Linked DNA regions of Mus musculus: region 2 is linked to region 1. The links are chromatin contacts, called in public HiChIP or PLAC-seq maps. All regions are on one chromosome and are shown on one strand. Each heading gives the region's core, a stretch centred on a gene start, on an enhancer-like site or on the middle of the called end of the contact. The rest is flanking DNA. Distances are from core to core; before and after follow the strand shown.

Region 1 (5,813 bases), core at 409-2,908:
TTTACCTACACACTGGGGATTTGACCTCTATCTCCACTCTCATTAATATGGGTGGCCTATTTGCTCTTATTAAAAGAAAAAGGGGGAACTGTGGGAAGCCGCCCCCACATTCGCCGTCACAAGATGGCGCTGACATCCTGTGTTCTAAGTTGGTAAACAAATAATCTGCGCATGAGCCAAGGGTATTTACGACCACTTGTACTCTGTTTTTCCCGTGAACGTCAGCTCGGCCATGGGCTGCAGCCAATCAGGGAGTGATGCGCCCTAGGCAATGGTTGTTCTCTTTAAAGAGGGAAGGGGTTTTCGTTTTCTCTCTCTTGCTTCTTGCTCTCTTTTCCTGAAGATGTAAGAATAAAGCTTTGTCGCAGAAGATTCTGGTCTGTGGTGTTCTTCCTGGCCGGTCGTGAGAACGCGTCGAATAACAGCCAGACCCTTCCGGAGCTCCTGGAGACTGGACCACCAACCAAAGAATACAGGAGTGGCCCATGGTGCTGGACACATATGGCAGAAGATAGCCTTGTTGGACATCAGTGGGAGGAGAGGCCCTCGGGCCTGAGGGTGTTCAGTGCCCCAGTGTAGGGGAATGCCAGGGCGAGAGGATGGGAGTGGGTGAGTGGGTGGGTGGGGAAGCACCCCCATAGAGGCAGGGGGAGGGGGATGGGATAGGGGTTTCCCAAAGGGGAGACCTAGAGAGGAAAACATTTGAAATGTAAATAAAGAAAATATCCAAGGGGGGGAATTAAAGTATATACATATATGCTTATAATATATTATGTACTGTCCATAAATATATGTACATGTTCCTTATAAAGAAACAAAAGCAACTGATTATGGTGAATCTGGAAATGTGTGGATGCTTTTACGTCATCTTTTCTTTTTTTCTTTAGAAGAGGAGGAGGAGCTGTGGATCTGTGTTCACTCGGATCATGTATCAGGGCCCACAGCCATTCTTTGATTACAGCATAGTTTTAAATTAAAGCAATGGTCTGTATGGAGAGAGAGCACTTTGACTAAGGCCACCCAGGCCCCTTTTCTCCTCCATGGAGGAGTTGCCCAACCTTGCTCTAAACATGAATCTGTTTTAAAACAAGAACCATTCCAGTCCCCGCTCCTGTTCCTAATGATGGAGAAGGAGTTCTTTTCCAAACTGTAGAGCAGCTGCTTGTGCCTGTGAGCCAAGAAAGGGCTGTAGAGCTGCTTGCATTGGGTAAACTTGTTTTACTACCAACACCCTCCCAGCAGGGAGGTTGTGTGACTGGAGATGTACAATGTCCCCACCCACACCTGCTTTAACACCAGTCACCAAGAATAATCTGACACTCGCATCACATCAGCTGGCAGGAGCAGTATGCCAACTGTGGAAGGTGGGCCTCGCAAATCCAAAGAGGCGTGCAGTGATGTAACTGAGGGTGGAAGAGAGAACTGTGGATAGTCTTTCAGTGTCATGCCATGTGCTAGGAGAAAAGAAAAGAGGATAGAAGGAAGAGAGGAAAGCAGAAGAGAAAAAGTCAGGACTGGAGTCAGCACAGGACATACCAAGACCAAGTTTTCTGCACAACAGAGATTTATTTACCCCTGAGGGACAAAGACAGAAGACAGAAGACAAAGATAGAAGGGAAAAGGAAGGAGGGACAGGGGAGAGGCATATTTGAATATTTGTCCAGAAGGAATCCAGGACTGTGTCTGGTTAGAGAAGAGACAGACACGTGGCCCAAAGGCAAATGGAAGGGAAAGAAAAGGGGAAACCCCAAGTTAGGATGAGCTGGTTTCTCTTTATTAGACAGGTTCATTGGGGCAGCCAAAAGGGGCTTTTGATTGCTAGACTTAACACGTTGATAGCTGGCCCTTGATGGTCAGCCTCAGGAGGAGGAAGTGGCCAAATTATGGAATGGACCTTGGTGGCAAGCTTGAGAAATGTAATCTGAAAAGGGAATAAGGGAAGGCAACACCTGCCAGAGCTGTGTTTGCCATACTCGCCCTTCAGTCACGTACATGTAAAATGGATAAATATCAAATTGTAAATGGTGATTATTCTTGAAAGACAGTTGGGGTTTTGGCTTGTTTATTTTTCTTAGGCAGGGATTTGCTATGTAGCCCAAGCTGACCCTCAGCTCCTCCTGCCTCAGCCTCTCAACTTCAGGGTTACCACTATGGCCAGCTCTTAGAGTTGATTTCCAACTCCAGGAAGAATAGAGTCAGTCCATCACTGAGGGGAAGTCAAGGCAGGAACTTGAAACAGCCAGTCACACTCACAGTCAAGAGCATATAAACTGAATGTATACCTACTTGCAAATGTTCTACTCCTGATCTCCTCGCTCAGTCCAGGGTTCAGTCCATGAAATGGTATTGGCCACATCCAGGGTGTATCTTCCCACTTCAACTAACACAATTAAGAAACTCTCTCTGGCATAACCATAAGCCAACCTAATCCATATAGTCCTTCCTTGAGACCTCCTTCCCAGGTGATTCTAGTGGGTGTCAAGCTGACAAACTAATCACCACAACCCTACTCCTTGTCAACCTGACACAGAAGCACTTAACTTTAAGACACAGTCTCCTACTCCTTGTCCCCAGAGGCCCATCTTTAATATAAAGCACAGTTCACATTTAAAAAAAACCCTACGATCTTGTAAAATTCCAACACTTTAAAAGTCCAAAGTCTCTTAATTATAAGGTCTATGGTGGTTTGAATACGCTTGGGCCAGGAAGTGGCACTATTAGGAGGTGTGGCCTTGTTGGAGGAAGTGTATCACTGTAGGGGTGGGTTTTAAGACCCTCCTCCTAGCCCCTGGAAGACAGTCTGCTCCTGGCTCCCTTTGGATGAAGATGTAGAACTTTAAGCTCCTCCAACACTGTGCCTGCCTGGGCACTGCTGTGCTTCCTGCCATGATATTAATGGACTGGACCTCAGAGCCTGTAGGCCAGCCCCAAATAAATGTTGTCCTGTGTAAAAGTTGTCTTGGTCATGGTGTCTTTTCACAGCAATGGAAACCCTAAGACAGAAGTTGGTACCAGGGACTGGGGTATTGCTGTAGTAGGCCTGACCATGGTTTTGTTTGGTGGAATGCAGATTTGGGGACTTTGGATTTGGAAAGCCATGGAATGCTTTACGTGGGACTTAATGGGCCTTCAAGTAAGAATATTGAAGACATTGGTACTGAGGTGATTTTATCTCTAGAGATTGCTCTTATGATGTTTTAGTGAAGAATATGGCTGCCTTTTGCCCTTGTTTAAAGAGTCTACTTGAGGCTAAGGTAAAAAGATTTTAATTAATTGCATTGAGAAGGGAAGTCTTAGAAACGCCCAGCATAGGAAGAGTCTGAGGAGGAGGGTGACCCCCATAGAAGACCAGCAGTCTCAGCTAACCCAGACCCCTGAGGTCTCTCAGACACTGAGCCACCAACAAAGCAGCATACACAAGTTGATCCGAGGCCCCCAACACATATACAGCAGAGGATTGCCTGGTCTGGCCTCAGTGGGAGAAGATGCATCTAATCCTCAAGAGACTTGAGGGCCCAGGGAGTGGAGAAGCCTGGTGGGAGTGGCAGGGGTGGTTGGGGACATCCTCTTGGAGATGGGAAAGAAGGAATGGAATGAGGAACTGTGGGAGGGTGGATGGAGTTTGGGGGAGGCGGGGAATGACTGGAGTGTAAAAAAATAAAATTTAAAAAAAAAAGGCACAGCATAGACTTTGTCCCCTGGTTTATTCCCATCAAGAACATTCTGATCAAACATAGCAAGCTTAAAAAGAAAAAAAGTACAAAATGTATGATTCAAAGAATAAAGGGGCAGCAAGAAGTAGAATGGAATTGAATCCATGTTCAAGGAGATAAACATATTAAGAGAGTGGTGACTTCGGGGCAAGATTCCACCCAGTTAATCTTATTGTTTATGTGTTTGCAATTGAACAGGAATAGTTAAGTCATTTTAGGCATTACTACCTGGTTATTGTTTTCATTTGGACTTTTTAATCTGGAATGAGCTACAACCCAAAGATGGAGGATACAATCTTTGATCCAGATCTTGGTTGGAATAGTGGCTGTGAAAAGCTTAGTTTGAGGCATGGTAGTACACCTTTAATCCAAGGAAGACAGAGGCAAGCAGATCTCTGAGTTCAAGACCAGCATGGTACAGAAAAAATTCCAATAGAGAATATAGATAGGTTCTGGTGTGGTGGTACATGCCTTTAATGCCAGCATTGGAGATAGAGGCATGCAGATCTGAGTTCAAGATCTATCTACAGAGCAGATTGCAGGAAAGCCAAGCTTAGGCAGTGAAAGAATTGGAAAACAGAAAGCTAGTGATAATGTAATAGAACAAGAGGGTTCCAGCAAGCAGCTGAACTTGCAAGCATCAGACATGTATCTCCGGTCTAAGAGTCTAGAATAGAAAGGACGACTGGGACAATTGATGCGGGTTAGCTGGAGCTTAGAAAATATTGATGATTAAGAAGAGATCAGCATCACTGAGGTGCAATCTTCTGGGAAGTGTTTTCTGAGAGCACAAAGAAGCTGTGTTCCAGAGATAGCCAAGGTTATACCTCATGCTTCAGCTAGACTTGGTACTGTGTAAGAGTCACCCAGACAGTACTGGTTTTGAATGCATGAAGGGATCATGGAGAGCACCTGAGGCTTGGTACTACAAGGAAGGACATTGGTGAAGGTGCAGCCTCAGTTGCAGTTGACAGCTCACTACTGAAGGGGTCGTGCAACAAAGTTGAGGTTTGGCACCATGAAGAGATCCTATGAGGCTATTGGTGAAGCCAAGTTGCAGCAGAAGACTCCACTGAATTGGTACCATAGGATGATCACCAAGAACAGCAGCACCAGTGGAATGGCCACTGCTATTCAACCAGAGCCTAGTGTGCCACAGAGGACAAAGCTGGAGACGTGACCCAAGCCCATTGAAGGAGCCCAGATCATGTGTGGATCCCAGCATTAGAACAAGAACCTGTAAAGTTGTAGTTGCCTTGGAGACCCCAAGATGTTAGAGAAATCAGAGCCATGAGATATTTGTCAAGGAAGTCTGCTAACAGGGAGTGGAAACAGCCAAAGAGTAAGAACTGTGTTGTAGTCAACAAAGCAGAAAAGATTTGGAGATCTGAAGAGCACTTGGACCTCAAACAAAGATGATGCAGAGTTTGAGTTTGCCAAGCTGGTTTTCTGTCTTGCTTTGGTCCAGTATTTCCTTATCATGGCATTTTGGAATGTAATGTATATCCTGCATGATGTTGGAGGTATATGATCTGCCTTTTTATTTTGATTTCTCAAGGGATTACAGTTAAAAGACTGTATTAAACTCAAAAGGGACTTTGAACTTTGGACTTTTAACATTGTTGAGACTGTTAAAGACTGTGGGACTTTGGAAGTTGGACTAAATGTAGTTTGCATTATGTTATGGCTAGGTATGGCTCCCATAGACTTATGTGTTTGAACAAGCCTTTGAGAGCCAGGGAGTGGAATGAAGTGACTTGAATATGCTTGGACCAGGGAGTGGCACTATTAGGGGGTGTGGCCTTGTTGGAGGAAGTGTATCACTGGGTGGGGGGGGGACTGAGGGGTTCCTAACCACCTGGAAGATAGTCTACTCTCAGTTCTTCCAGCGCCATGCCTGCCTGGACACTGCCGTGCTTCCTGCCATGAGGATAATGATGTTGGAGGTACGTGATCTGCTTTTTTATTTTGATTTCTTAGGGGATTACAGTTAAAAGATTGTAAGAATCTCAGGAGAGACTTTTAACATTGCTTAGACTATTATAGACTGTGTCAGAGCCTGTAAGCTAGCCCCAATTAAATGTCCTTTATAAAAGTTGT
Region 2 (5,702 bases), core at 3,059-5,558, 160 kb after region 1:
TGGGAAGTTAGTAAAGGCTCCGCAGGGTCGAAGACTAAACAGAGAGTGCTTACAACCGCCGGCTGCTGCGCCAATCTCTGCCAGAGTGGTGGGACCCAAGAGTCGCCCTCAAACTCCACTGCCTGTCACCCAGACTCCTAGTCCTCTTGGGGCAGTGAGGTTGAAGTCCTTAGGGGAAGAAGAGGGGGCTCACAAAAAGACTAACCTGCCAAATGCAGATAGCTTGTCAGATACTCAGCTCAAGAAGAAAGCCAGAGTTTGCCTGACTCAAGAAAGCAGATCATCTCCATCAAGCCAGAGAGAAGGACCTAAGGAAACCAAGAGTAACCCTGGTCCTACAGCACTTCCCAGCTTGTACCCTTCTGTGGATGAGCAACTGTTGCCCAGAAAGATCAGGCTGAGCCGCTCAAAGCCTTCACCCCATGTCTATACATCTACACCTTCCAGCATATTAAGTGGTCCCAGCTCAATGCCCACAGCCCCTGGCCGCCGTCTTTGGAGGCAGAGAACTGTAAGTAAAGAAGCACAGGGTGTGGATAAGCAGAAACCAGGGGAAGTCCGTCCTCTACAGAGCACTCCAGACCCATCCGATGTTGGGAAGCCGGCTGAGAACAAGAAGCAGAGCCCTGAACTCAGAGCCCCTACCTCCAGCTCTGTAGAGGAGGGGCAGGTTGGAAGAGTAAAACTTAGGAAGATTGTCAATGGCACCTGCTGGGAGGTGGTACAGGAGCCTCCCCTCAGAAACACTCAAGATAGCCCCCAGATCCTAGAACCCTCAGATGTAGAAGAGCCTTCTGGAACTCTGCTGTCCTCAGTTAATGAGCAGGAAATACCTGCTAGAATACAACTGTGTCAGGACTCCCCAGAGAGCCCTAGGCTTCAAGACATTCTGCTCTCTGCTAGCCACTCCCCAGACCACCCTATGGTGAAGTCAGAGTTTGGGTCTAGTCCAATGCTGACAGGGAAGGAATCTGACTTGAATATTGACTGCAGAGAGCCCTACACATTCGACACAACCTTGCTTGGCCAACCTTGTGAGGCTGAGCAGTATCGAATCACAAGTGCTGCAGCTACCAGTGAACTGGAAGAGATTTTTGATTTTATGCTATGTGGCTCAGATGTTGAGCCACCAGTAGGATCTTTGGAGAGTCCTGGGGCTGAAGGCTGCAGAACCCCAAGTTATCACCTGTCAGAAACAGGAAAGAATTGGATTGAAGGGGAAGAATGGTGTTTGCCAGACATGGAACTCTGGCCCAGAGACCTCACAGGATTGGAAAAGGAACCAGTTAGTGAGAACAAAGAGCCAGTTGAGCCCTTTAGTCCCCTTGTCATGCGCTCTGAGAACACAGAATCATTTGAGCCCCTTAGCCCCCTTGTCATGCCCTCTGAGGTGAGTAGAGAGGAACTTTCACTAAGAGGCTCTTGGACTCCAGACCTTGAAATTACCAGCTCCCAGCCACTGGATGGTCAGGGAGAAAAACTTCTCCACTTTGACTCCTCTGACCCTTCGCAGAGATCTTATAATCATCTCTCTCCTCCATGCTCAGACTGGGCAGAGACAGGTCTGGAAGTGTCCCTAGGCATGGATGACGTATTGTGTCCTGTTCCCAAGGCAGTCAGAGAAGTGTCTGCCAACCCTGAACAGCTGGACCCACTTCCTGGCAGTTCTGAAGATGAAGAGATTGATGTGGTAGACTGGACAGTGGAAAAGAAGCTGGGGCCCACTAGTGTTCCCTCTGTTTGGCCTGACCCTTCCTCAGAGTCAGAAACTGAGGTAGATATACTAACATAGTGGAGGCAGGAGGGCAGGTTAGAGTTCCTGGGAGGGTGATAACTGTTCATCAACAGAAGGCGTTCTTGGCAGAAAAGCAAGCACCTCCTCAGAACTGATCTCCCCTCCTCAGGTTTCCGCACCAGGCAGAAGTCAAACAGCAATACCATGGTTAGAAAATTATGAACAAAGCAATTTCTTTGTAATCCATTTTTCAGTGACAAAACTATGTGGTACCCAACTCAGGTCATAAGGATAGTTATGAGTAGCCTCTCAATTCATGAGATATCTTATAGTCACTGAAAATTCAGGGAACTTCAAGCACTGTTTGTGGTTGTATTCAAAGAAGGTTTGAGAAGGAATGAAGCCATGTTAAGTAGAACACTGAAATGAGTGGAATCTCTAAATTGCCCAGGCTGGCTTTGAACTTTGACTTCTGCCTCAGCCTCCTGTAGCTAGTGTTACAGGCTTGTGCCTCTAAGCCCAGCCTATGGGGCTTACTCACTGCCAGTATGGGAAGTCAAGGAAAAGCTGCCACAGAAGCTAGAAAGATGTTACTTCCACGACCACTTCTGAGAAGTAGATTAAAAGTAGTTGCTTTTAAAAAACAGATTTGCTTTGTGGTTTTGGTTTTCATTTGTTTGGCTGGTTTTTTTGTTGTTTTTTTTGCTTTTCGAGACAGGGTTTCTCTGTGTAGCCCTGGCTGTCCTGGAATTCACTCTAGATCAGGCTGGCCTCGAACTAGAGTGCCTGCCTCTGCCTCCCAAGTGCTGAGATTAAAAGCGTGCGCCACCACGCCCAGCTGTGGTTCTGTTTTAAGCAAGGGTCTCTGGTAGGCCAGATTGGCCCAGTCCCCCTGTGAGACTTCAAAGTGCTGAGATTGCAGGTATACACCACCAAACCTAGCAACATTCTTGTTTTATAAGTGTTTCACCATAGGCCTTACAATTTCCAGACACGAGTTACTTTGCACTCTGAAAAATACAGACCAACAGCCCCACAAAGCTGGTTCTACCCATTCTTTAAGACAAAATTTAAACTTGCTCCTTATTCTCAGATACTTGACCTTTTATTAAACAATTGAAACACTTTTACAATGTCTTGCTGGAGGGCTGCCTCACAACTGAACCATCACTTCTGGTGAGGAAGAAACTATGGCTTCAGGTGCATAGCTTAAGTTTGGCCATGCACCATCATAAATGCTTCAACATCTCCAGGGACTGAAAGCTGCAAACAGAGAAGGGAACATCAGAGTAGGGTTCCATCACAAGGACCAGGAGACAAGCCCATCCCCACCTACAACTCTGGAGCTCATTAACTTCACCTTCCATCAGTGATCAGTCAACATGCATGAAACACGGGACAAAAATAAAATCCATGTAACCAAGAAGTGGGGGTACGAGCGGGATGGGTTGAGGCTATCTTATCTCAGATTACTAACAAAACACAGAAAAGCCAGGTAAAGTGAAGTAACAGCAAAGAGGCTGTCAATACAAGGGAGAAAAACCTTAACTACAAGTAAGCCACACTTTATTGAATTTATTGATTTGCAATAGACTCATAGAATTAAAATAACACCAGAGGTGGAAAACTGAATTAGCAAACAAAACTTGCCTGTGCCCTCAGGCTAAGACTTAACTAACTCAAGAGAGTACAAATGGCTCTTAGATTTGTTTGGGGGTCGGGAGTGTTATCAGCAGGAGTTCTACAATTTAGCTCCTCTTCGAAAATCCCAAATCCCATGAAAAATACACCGAAATGGTAAGGAGACGTTCCCTGTCTATCCCAGTGTGCATGCCCTGGTCACGATGCAAACCTCAACATGAGGACTCTTTCCCAACCTCTTTATGAAAGGTACTTCTTCAATTCTTCAACCACCTCTTGAGGCTCAGGAAATTTGAGCTTTCGTGGAGGGCCCTTCTTAATACCAGTCCAGAGTTCAACACCTGGGAAAGGATGGGATAAAGCCAAATTATGGTGGTACTCATTGGTACCCCCTCCCCTCAGTTATCAGGTGGCCGGGAGTCGCTTCTCGCCCCACCCCCACCCACCCCCCATCGCGGCCTCCACTCACGGCTGTTGTCCGAGCGCAGCAGCGTCACCTCGAAGCTGCCCCTCCGCGGTTTGGACGGGTTCACTTGCACAGGTAGCTCTGGGGCCTCCAGTTGCAGAGCCTGGCTCAAGGCAGCAGCATGGCGGCCGTACACGCGTCAGCTCGTACTACAGACACAAGCGATTGCAAATGGGGTCTCTCTGGTCTCAGCCGCCAGAGCCAACTCTTTCCCGCCCTCCTCGACTCCCCAACCCCTCACCAATGCTCAATGACCACGGTCGCGCCCTCCGCCAGTTTCTCGCGCTTGTCCACCGTCTCCATAGGCGCGGCCCCCGCCTTACGCTTTCTTCCGTGGGGGGCCATGGCACGGATTTCGGGGATGGCGCGTTGGTGGAATAAGGGGCGATGCAACTCCGGAGAGACAAACCAGCAGCCGGGAATCACAGATGCAAAGTTCAAATCTCGCAGCAAAGGGAAATGTGCGGGGGTGGGGGGAAGGACACGTGATCTGAAGGCGGGCCCTTCAAGCCCAACTACGCTATCAAAAGGGAGTCGGCGCGGAAATCCGGATCAAACCAACATTGTACAGCACTGAGGGGGTCTGTCTTGGGCGGAGACGGAGGAGTCTTGAAAGCCTCCTTTGGCTGGGGGTTTTCGGTATCTATACCTCCTACCCAAGGATCCCCAGACCAATCTCAGGGAAGTCTACTCCACATTTCCAGGGCGTTTGTACATAGACTACAGAATTCTAATTCGCACCGACATTGTTACTCCACATCTCCATGCGGTGAAACAAAAACGGACCGGTTAAGTGTATTTGAACCCGAGCCATTTACAATCCAGACGCTGTAGCTGGTGCCTATCTTCTCAGACACCCAGGTGAAATCAAGAGGATGGTGAGTTAGGGTTCATTTCTCCAACTGATCAAGGCCCTCATCCACAACCTTAAAAAGGAAGTTGAGGTCTAGAGGTGTTTGGCTTTTAGAGTCCCTGGGTTTGATATTCAATTTTAGGATTAAAAAAACAAACAAACAAACAAAAAAAGCAGTCCCCCGGCAGCTGCCCACTAGTAAAGGAAAAACAGCAAGGCAATCAAAAGAACAGTCCCTTTATTAGGGGAAGCGGTGGGATAGGAGGAGAGAACAGCTGTCCAGCCGTGGGGCTTTCTTCTTCAGGCCCCACCACACAAAGGAACCTCTCAGGTTTATATTGCCCTTCTCAGTTCCCACAACACAGGGTGGCCATTCAATTCTATTTCCAATGATGAAAATCATGGTTGAAGGCTTTTAATTGGGAACAGTGACCTTAAATGATAACACATACAAGCCTTTTATGTGTTCCTCCGTCACGTGTTTGTGCACTACATGCATACAGTGCCAGCCAAGGTCAAGGGCGGATGTTGGAGCCCCTGAGACTAGAGTTACAGGTGGTTTAGCCTCTATGTGCTGCTAGGAATCAAACCTGGGTCCTCTGGAAGAACAGCCAATTCTCTTAGCCACTGAGTCATCTCTCCAACCCCTTAAATTCCTTTCTCTTTACGATTTACTTACTATATATAGTATTCTGCCTGCATGCCAGAAGAGGGCATCAGATCCCATTATGAACCATCATGTGGTTGCTGGGAATTGAACTCAGGATCTCTGGAAAAGCAGCCACCAGTGCTCTTTCTTAATCGATGGGCCATTTCTCCAGCCCCAAACTTAAATTTCTTAATGCACAGATCAAGACAGAAAGGCCTAAAGGAAGAAGGGGTCCTTGAGGAAAAATTCTAAGGGCTTTATACTGACATCTAACATTAGGGTTTAATTTAGTCTATGCTTTGCAAGCTCACTAGGAGGAATAATTAAACCACAGACTGGTAATATCCAAGTGTTGAAT

What was found. HiChIP or PLAC-seq counts read pairs in DNA pulled down with a chosen protein or histone mark.
Region 2: an H3K27ac HiChIP or PLAC-seq map of microglia shows a contact between it and region 1, with 5 times the contacts expected there. The contact joins the promoter of Selenoh here to the enhancer-like site in region 1. A contact is called at or near these places in 9 of 39 promoter capture datasets (the HPC-7 cell line, cranial neural crest, embryonic stem cells and 4 more), 2 of 15 datasets of contacts at CTCF or cohesin (the G1E-ER4 cell line and embryonic stem cells), 31 of 484 Hi-C or Micro-C datasets (B cells, the G1E-ER4 cell line, the HPC-7 cell line and 12 more), 20 of 115 datasets of contacts at active chromatin or transcription factors (the 230-238 cell line, the HPC-7 cell line, bone marrow-derived macrophages and 10 more) and 4 of 9 other capture datasets (adipose tissue, embryonic stem cells, liver and 1 more).

Annotation. Positions count from the first base shown.
Region 1 is chr2:84,509,998-84,515,810 of GRCm38.p6, forward strand. No RefSeq gene overlaps it. Among named protein-coding and RNA genes, the nearest start is that of Gm13710, 6.0 kb to the left of the region's middle. Within about 2 kb of position 1,659, at least 24 of the 459 cell types and tissues checked have an H3K27ac peak or open chromatin away from gene starts, as enhancers often do. A contact at or near this core is called in macrophages, microglia and trophoblast stem cells, where this site is marked.
Region 2 is chr2:84,666,400-84,672,101 of GRCm38.p6, forward strand. Selenoh (selenoprotein H) reads right to left here and starts at 4,309. Exons shown (of 4, transcript NM_001033166.3): 1 at 4,084-4,309; 2 at 3,846-3,991; 3 at 3,588-3,717; 4 at 2,816-2,998. The coding sequence starts at 4,187. The coding sequence ends at 3,617. It overlaps Tmx2 (thioredoxin-related transmembrane protein 2), which reads right to left. Exons shown (of 9, transcript NM_025868.4): 9 at 4,912-5,702. It overlaps Btbd18 (BTB (POZ) domain containing 18), which reads left to right. Exons shown (of 5, transcript NM_001145100.1): 5 at 1-2,382. The coding sequence ends at 1,792.